2 separate regions of the Xenopus laevis genome follow, and region 2 is linked to region 1. A link is a contact called in public Hi-C data. All regions are on one chromosome and are shown on one strand. Each heading gives the region's core, a stretch centred on a gene start, on an enhancer-like site or on the middle of the called end of the contact. The rest is flanking DNA. Distances are from core to core; before and after follow the strand shown. Region 1 holds the start of ccdc9.L (coiled-coil domain containing 9 L homeolog). Region 2 overlaps sae1.L (SUMO1 activating enzyme subunit 1 L homeolog).

Evidence for each region. Hi-C and Micro-C count contacts between places; a contact is called where the count stands out from the background.
Region 2: a Hi-C map of the XL177 cell line shows a contact between it and region 1, with 4 times the contacts expected there. The contact joins the enhancer-like site here to the promoter of ccdc9.L in region 1. A contact is called at or near these places in 2 of 4 Hi-C or Micro-C datasets (the XL177 cell line and the XTC cell line).

Annotation. Positions count from the first base shown.
Region 1 is chr8L:68,649,374-68,653,656 of Xenopus_laevis_v10.1, forward strand. It overlaps ccdc9.L (coiled-coil domain containing 9 L homeolog), which reads right to left and starts at 1,822. Exons shown (of 13, transcript NM_001094719.1): 1 at 1,700-1,822.
Region 2 is chr8L:68,753,591-68,757,873 of Xenopus_laevis_v10.1, forward strand. sae1.L (SUMO1 activating enzyme subunit 1 L homeolog) reads right to left here. Exons shown (of 9, transcript NM_001091789.1): 7 at 2,104-2,248; 8 at 1,338-1,407. Among protein-coding and RNA genes, the nearest start is that of XB22065716.L, 25 kb to the left of the region's middle. Within about 2 kb of position 2,056, at least 1 of the 7 cell types and tissues checked has an H3K27ac peak or open chromatin away from gene starts, as enhancers often do.

The DNA of each region.
Region 1 (4,283 bases), core at 572-3,071:
CAATATATCATTTTACCACAAACACTGCTTTGACTACTGGTTACTCCTGTAACATGTTACCAAAAAATGTAGATGGCTTATGCTACAGGCACTCTAGTCAACTGGACCTGTATAAGAGCAGACAACTGAAATAGCTGGTTTGTGAGTTAAAGGAACAGTAACACTAAAAAATCAAAGTGTCAAACGGTTAGAATATCAGGCTCTGTTACCCTGCACTAGTAAAACTTGTATGCTTTAGAAACACTACTATAGAGCCAGTGGCTTTCGAGAAACACGTTGCTCACCAAGCCCTCTGATGTTGCTCCCAGTGACATTAAAGCAAGTGCTCTTTTTGCAAGTTTTAGAGGCATAAAGACTGTGTACTGCCAAACAGACCAACCTGTAGTCTGACAGTCCACATAGGGGCTACCAAATAACCAATTGCAGCCCTTTTTGGACACCCTCTATGAACTTTTTCCATGCTTGTTTTGCTCAACTTTTATTATATTTAAATGTGGCTCAGAGGTAAAAAAAAAAAAAAGGATAAGGACCCTTGGTTTATACAAATAAGCTGTTGTGTATCCAAGGTGGCAGCCAATTCAAAAGAGAAAAGGCCCAGGTAACATAGCACATGGGCTCTGTAGAATACCATTATATTCTACAGAGCCTGTTATCCGCTATTAACCCTATTTAATTTGCCACCATTACTACACAGCAGCTTGTTTACATATATAATAGAGTTTCACATCAGTTTTAGCAGTGCAGGGCAACAGTAAATTATATTTGTGTGTGTGCTACATGGAAGGGGTGCATCTAACTAATTTATCTGTTATATGAGCAGCTTTACAGGTGGTTGGCAGATCTCCCATTCATAATGCAATGCTTATCAAATATGTATGCATGGAAGTCAGTTGACTGTGTTTAGTAATAGTAGGTGTATGTCTGATGGTATCCAAAGTTGTTATGTCTTAAAGAGGTTTGTTCACCTTTCAAAACGTTTTTCAGTTCAGTTTCAGATAGATCACCAGAAATAAAGACTTTTTCCAAAGACTTTCTATTTTCTATATGTGACTGTTTTCTAATATTGAAGTGTAACGTTTTATATTTCATTTTTCTAAAGCAGACCTAGGAGGGGGGGTCGCTGACCCTGTAAACTAATAAATTGATACATTTGATACATTTCTTATCTTTGTCCCTGCTGAGCAGAATCTCTGGGTTTCATTACAGGCAGTTGTTAGAATTGATACAATAGTTGCTAATACTCCTGAGAAATGTATCAGCTTAATGTTGCAAAATTGTAACAGTTCTACCCAATTGTAACAGAATCTGCACCCAATGAGCTTTATTTTCAATCCAGTAAATTCTACCAATTGATTGGGTGCTGTGAGTTACAAGCCAGTTTGCGGACTCAAATGAGAGGAGGGAAACTAAACCATTACGTTCTTTTAAAAACAGACTCAGCAAGAAAATAAAAAGCCCATTAAAATGGCGCGCTATTTCAAAATAAAAAGAGAAATTGCCCCTATATTATTATTGCCACTATAAAATCACTATATAATCCTCATTGTGCCCCAGAGCGATTCCGCCTCTGTGACATTCAGGTATTGTCCCTATAGTCACACACATAGAACTCGTGCACTCACGTTGCCAGTGGCTCAAACAGGAAAACCAGAATGAAAGTGGTACAGACCGTCTCTCTCCCCACAATCTCGAGGCTTACCAGCTAGGTGCAGTCCGTACAGCACGAGGTTAAGCAGCTAATAAATTCCCTTGTTATAAGTGCTTGTGTGACCTGCCATTTGTTCGCTTAGCCTCGGAGTCCTACTGGCGGCTGCTTTCAATCCTTCACAACCATCTGCGTAACAGCGTGCGTCTGACGGAATTTAGGAGGAGGCGGGGACCCGGGCTTGCGTAGGCGGAGTCAGCCTAGAGAGGACAGTGACGCAGAATGCTTCCTAAACGGACGACACGCGAACTATTCAATTCGCTGCCTGCAAACACCGAATTTTCTCCCTTGTTCTGCAGAAAATTCTCATCAGTTTTCTCACTGTGCCCAAACCTAATTGTACAAACGAAAAGTGTCTGTTATGTATCACAGCATTTGCATAAGCTGTGTTGCGTTTAATAAAATTAATTACCACAGACTAATGAGAGAGTTTGGACTTACTTTTCTTTGGGAAAAATACCTACCATGCAGGGCTTTTAAAAAAAAAAATCACTTTTGAGCAGGTTTAACCCTTTCACTTTCAGAAAAAGTTAGAATTTAATTTAAAGGTACTGCCAGACAATGTTTGACTTACCTGCCATTTTCCAAGGAGTTACCTGATTTTGGGCTCCCTCACCAGGGGGCAAATTCACTAACCTCTGGAAATTCGCCAGCGACGGCTTCACTCACATCGCCACACTTCGCCAGGTGAAAATTCGCCAGGACAACGCTAATTCACTAAAATATGAAGTTGCATCCAGAACGATGGTGAAGTTTTGCTAGCGTTAATTCGGCAAGCAAAGTGAAGTTGCGCTAGTGTTGGCTAATTTGCATACGGCAGGAAGTTAAAGTACAATGGACGTATATGTTGCAGCCAATACATTACACTACACAAGCCCAGGGAAGCTTAATAAAGGAAAAAAAAATTGTTATAATGTCCTACACATGAGCCCAGTGTATAGTTTATGTGCCATATGTAAGGAAATGTAGGAGAGAAGCCGGGTACCCTAAAAAAAAAAATTACTATCTTTTGCAGCCTGTCACCCTAAAAACTGAAAAGTCGCCAGAGTTTTTTTGGGTCTTTTCAATTTTTTTTGAGGAAGTCCGATCTACTGTATTGCACTTTGCCTGGTCTAAGGTGGCGAAGGCAAGTCTGGCACAAGAGGTAACGTTCATTGAAATCCGCATCTTAGTGAATTTGTGTAGTTACGTCCATTCGCCAGAGCGAAAATTCGCCTGGCGTTAGAGTGCGAAGTAGTGCTACAGTCTATCTCCTTCCCTAGCGAATTTAAGTCAGCGCCCGTTAGTAAATTGAAGTCCCAAAATGATGTCACGCTGTTGAATTCTCACCAGCGTTAGTCACTTTGCCCTTTAGTAAATTTGCCCCCAGGTCTCCCCTCACTATTCAGCATTCTCCTGATTTTCTGCCAGCAAAATCCAATGAGTGGAATCCATGACTTCAGTGTGTACTACATAGGCCCCCATATTTCTGCTTTTAAAAGTTGACAGCTCTGTTTTTTCAATTATTTTCTATTTGTGAATGATTTTCTAATATTGAAGTTCAAATTTTCTCCTTCCTATGTTTTTTTAAAGCAGCTCTTTAAACTGTAAACTGACTATAAACTGTTGTAAATTGATATATTAGTTGATACATTTCTTTTTGTTGCCCTGTTGAGCAGAATTCATGCGTTTCATAATTAAAGGCAGTTGTTAGAATTGATACAAGAGTTGCTCATATTTCAAAGATACTGCTGAGAAATGTATAAATATCTAATTGTATCAACTAAATGTAGCATATTGAAACAGTTCAGAACCTGCACCATGATCACTGAGCTGCCAGACTGAAACACCAGAGGCAGGAACATTAATCTTTAATTCTACAATAACAGTCAAAAATAAAACATGAAAAGCAGTTGAAAAAAAGTCTTTATTTCTGGTAAACAATCTGAAAACAACTGAACTGACAAAAATGTTTGCTAAACATCGCTTTGAATATCAATTGAATTTACACATTTAAAGGAATTGCTCAGTATAAAAATAAAAACAGGGTAAATGGTTAGCTTGTGCAAAATAAATAATGTTTTCAATATAGTTAGTTAGCCAAAAATGTAATGTATTAAGGTTGGAGTGACTGGATGTTTAACATAATAGCCAGAACACTACTTCCTGCTCTCTTGGTTTCCACTGTTTGTTTACCAGTCAGTAGCCTATCAGTGACTTGAGGGGGGCACATGGGTCATAACTGTTTGCTTTTACATGCTAAGGCTCAATTGCAAACTCACTGAACAGTTATGTCCCATGTGGCCCCCTTAAAACTGCAGGACTACATCAACGTGCCAATATGGTCCTCATTTTAAAACCTGCTGAATAGGTATCTGACGGATTTTAAAGGTGTAAAGGTGGCCATACACGGGCAGATAAAGCTGCCGATATCGGTCGTTTGGACCGATTTGACAGCTTATCTGCCCGTGTATGGGGGCTTCCGACGGGTCTTCCCGATCGATATCTGGCCACGATATAGATCGGGAAGTTTTGATTTTTAAGCGACCGACCAGTCGGAGCCCCTTGGTGCATCGTAATTCGATCGTTCGAATTACCC
Region 2 (4,283 bases), core at 806-3,305, 100 kb after region 1:
CATGTCTAGGACACACTGATGGTCCTGCCTCACTGATATCTAACTGACAATTGGCCAGGTTTTAAAATACCTTCAGGTATTAAAAGGAGACCTGTGCCACTGCATGGGCAAAGTTCGGACAGCACCAAGTTAAACTTAGTGACTCGCTGAAACAGAATGTCAGGTCAGTGGGCAGTTAAAAAGTCATGCCAACAGGTGATACATCTGTTTGGCAACAAGCACTATGAAGAACATTGGTGGATAACTAGTTCTTTAGTTATTTATATTCTGTATGACTGCCAAGCTTAACCTTCTTATCATCCTATTGTACATTAAATCGTATGGGCTATGGCACATGGGCAATATTCTCCATCAGCATTTTTACAACTGGTGACTTGACACGACAACCCTAGAGCACTTCAATTCTGATATTTGGGTATTAGCAGCAATCCAAAGAATATTTAGGAAACTGGTAGAAGCATTTTAATGAATACAAACATGTCATGGATGTAACTTCTGTTGCCAGTAAGGCATTTTCAACATATGGTTGCTTGCCACTGAACTACAACATACAGCACGTCCATGTTGGTCATTAATGGAGGAGTACATAAAGGCTTGCTGCAGAGGAGAGCAAAAGAGAGACCCATTGCCTTGCACAGTGCAAGTGTATGTGAATGTGTTGATCTTCAGGTGACCGCTGAATCAAATTGCTTTTGCTGCTCTCAGAACTGACCTTTGATGCATTGGACACATGGGCCACTTGCTACCTGCATCACGAAAATTGCACCCAAGCCAAGAGGAGCATAAGAAACAAGCAGCAGAGAGTGCATTTACTAGGGGGTCCAAGTTGACCCACAGACTAATACTGTCCCCCATGCTAGAGCATGATCTCCTACAATGTTTTTAGTCCCTGTAGCAGTACAAAGGCCATGGCATGAAGCATGTCCCGCATTGCACCCAATAACCTCATGCACTCAATTTCCAAGTACTTGACCCAGGACACTAGTCTCAGATAGGGATGCACCAAATCCCCTATTTTGGATTCGGCCGAACCCTCGAATCCTTTGTGAAAGATTCGGCTGAATACCAACCAAATCCTAATTAGGAGTGGGAAGGGGAAACCATTTTTACTTCCTTGTTTTGTGACAAAAAAATCACGTGATTTCAATCCCCATTCGTTTTAGTCGGGCAGAAGGATTCAGCCAAATCCGAATCCTGCTGAAAAAGGCTGAATCCTGGCCGAATACCGAACCGAATCCTGGATTTGGTGCATCCCTAGTTTCAGACACAATTATTATTATTATTATTATTATTATTAAGGAGTAATTATTTGCTAACTTTCCAATAACGGAATTTACCTTAACGATTTCCTGGCCCAAAACTCCTCCGACTACTGCGCAGACTGGTGCCATCTCAGAAAAGCAGTAGCTGCAAAGACAAATGAGAGAGGTGCATTTTCTGTTTCATTCATTGAAATGATTCATTTCACATATTTTACATAGGCAAATAAAGTTTTGGTAATTTCACTCACAACATTCAGAGCGCTCTCAGTTTATTGCAAGGCAAGAGTCAACTGATCTCATGTTTCCCGATGGGTCTGAACCCAGAGGAACAGAGATTAACATTGACTGCCATAATAATTGGTCTTGATCAATTTTTATTGAGCTCAGTATTGATCTCTGTTTGTGTGGTTTATAGACACTTTGGGAAACAGTTAACTCATAAGCTGCCATGTGGTGAATGTACTAACATATACGTTTAAAATAAAAGCCCTGTGACTGCCATGTCTAGGTATGCTAACCTGGTAGAAAAGATAATTAACCAGGTCAATGAAGACAGCATCATTAGCACTCTAGGCCATGAAAAAACACTTGCGCTATGTGTTATCTAACCCAGATTAGCAGAGGTTAAATTTGGTAAAACTCTGCACCTAAAACATCAACAAATCCCTATTAGCTTGATTTTCCACTAAGTGATATGCCTGTTCACAGGTTATCAGTTTATTAGTGTAGCAGGAGATGCATATAGCACATGCCTGAGGGCAAATGTAAAGCTGCATTTCACATAAACACAGCTGGAGCAACTGGAGACGGATTCACAGAACAAAAACAAACAGACTGTTACCTTGCAAAGTCTTTGGGCAGGAGATCTGGGCTGACCCCTAGGGAGTCTAGAACATCACTGCAGATCTGAAGGAGCAGCTCAGAGTCTTCCTGGTAACTACTGGGCTGGGGATCCCGTCCCTTGTCTGTGCGAAACTTCATTAAAACTGAAGCACAAAAATCATATTAAGAGGCTTAGGGGCAAATTCACTAAGAATCGAAGTTGCGCCAGGCGCAACTTCGCCAGCGCTCCGCAAATTCACTAAAATGCGAAGTTGCGCACAGGGGTAGCGAAAGGTTGCGGAGTTGCGCTAGCGTTGTTTCGCTATATAAAGCGAAGTTGCGCTAGCGAAGGCTAATTTGCATACGGCGCGAAATTCAAATTTCAATGGAGGAACACGTATCTGCACTACAAATGCCTAGAAAACCTTCAAATCTGCAAATAAAAATTTTATTTTGCCCTACACATGTGCCCACTGTCTAGGTAAGTTGCCATGAGTCAGGAAAAGTAGGGTGGAGGAAGGGGAGCCCCAAAAAATTTTCGATCTTTTTCAGCCTATCAGCCATCATGTAGAAAACACGCCAGCGTTTTTTGGGACTTAGAAAAAAAATTGACTTTTTTTTAAACAATCCCTATCTACTCTATTGCGCTTCGCCAGGTCTGAGGTGGCGAAGGAAGTCTAGCGTAAAAGGTAGCGTTCGCTGCACTGCGCAAGTTAGTGAATTTGCGTAGTTTCGCCGCTAGCGAAGATTCGCCTGGCGTAAGGTTGCGAAGTTACACTAGCGAAACTATGCCAGCGTTCGTTAGTGAATTTGCGCAGTAGCGAAAATGCCAAACGCTAGCGAATTAACGCTAGCGTTCGGCGCTTCGCGCATTTGTGAATTTGCCCCTTAATGTCTTGCAAAAGAAACAAATATTTCTACTACAGGTATGGGACCTGTTATCCAGAATGTGCGGGACCTGGGGATTTCCGGATAACGGACCTTTCTGTAATTTGGATCTTCATACCATAAGTCTATTAGAAAATCACATAATAATTTAGCTCAATAAGCTGGTTCTGCTTTCAATACAAATTAATTAGATTTTAGTTTGGATCAAGTACAAGGTATTGTTTTATTATTACAGAGAAAAAGGAAATCACTTTTAAAAATTTGGATTATATGAATATAAAGGAGTATATGGGAGACAGCCTTTCCATAATTCTGAGCTTTCTGGATAACGGGTTTCCGGATAACGGATCCCATACCTGTACTAAAATTAAAATATGTAGTAATGGTCACCCTCCCTCTGCATAAAATGGGAGTCGTGCAACAATATTTTCCATTTTTATTGGTTCAGTAAAAGCTAATAATAAAGATATATTCTCTGAAATATGCCAATGTCAAAGCCCACGAGTACAACACCTCTATGACTACCTGAAAAAGAGAAAGCGTAACACTAACCACCAGCCAGCTAAACTGCAGTCAAGCTCTTGGTTAAAAACAAAGTATTTAATGTAAATATCAATATAAAGATAAGTATTTGACTCCTTCATGAATAATGCCTATTTGTGGGTATATAAGTAAAAATTGCATGGGCATATTGAATTTACACTCCCTACAGGGACCAACGTGTGCCGCCTTCCTCAAAACTGCTTCCCATACCACCCACACAACTTTCCACAACAGACAGATAAAGTTCATAACCAAATCAGCAGGTGATACTATCATCTCAGCTGGACTTTCATGTGGTGAACAATAGGTGGGAGGTAAAGCTTATTTTTTTTCTATTACAGAGCGACTTCCTATTAAGTCTGTAGTGAGAATGAATATATATATATATATATATATATATATATATATATATATATATATATATATATATATATATATATATATATATATATATATATACACACATACACACACACACATAATGAAAAGAAGAAACTTTGGTCACAGAAGTGTAGAACTGAGAAGGAAAATTATTCGTACACCTCTCCTAATTATGCATTAATCTTGGATGAGAAAGGCTGTCACATACCTTGAGAGGCAGTACATAAGGAGAATGTGGCAAATGCTTTATGTGCAAGCTGACCACAAAACGCATCAAACAAAATCTATTTCTCTCCCCCCCCCCCCCCACCAACCAGGTCTGGACTGAGGGTTTAAATAGTCCCTGGCATTTCAAGTACACAGCGGCCCAATCAGCCCACTAAATAC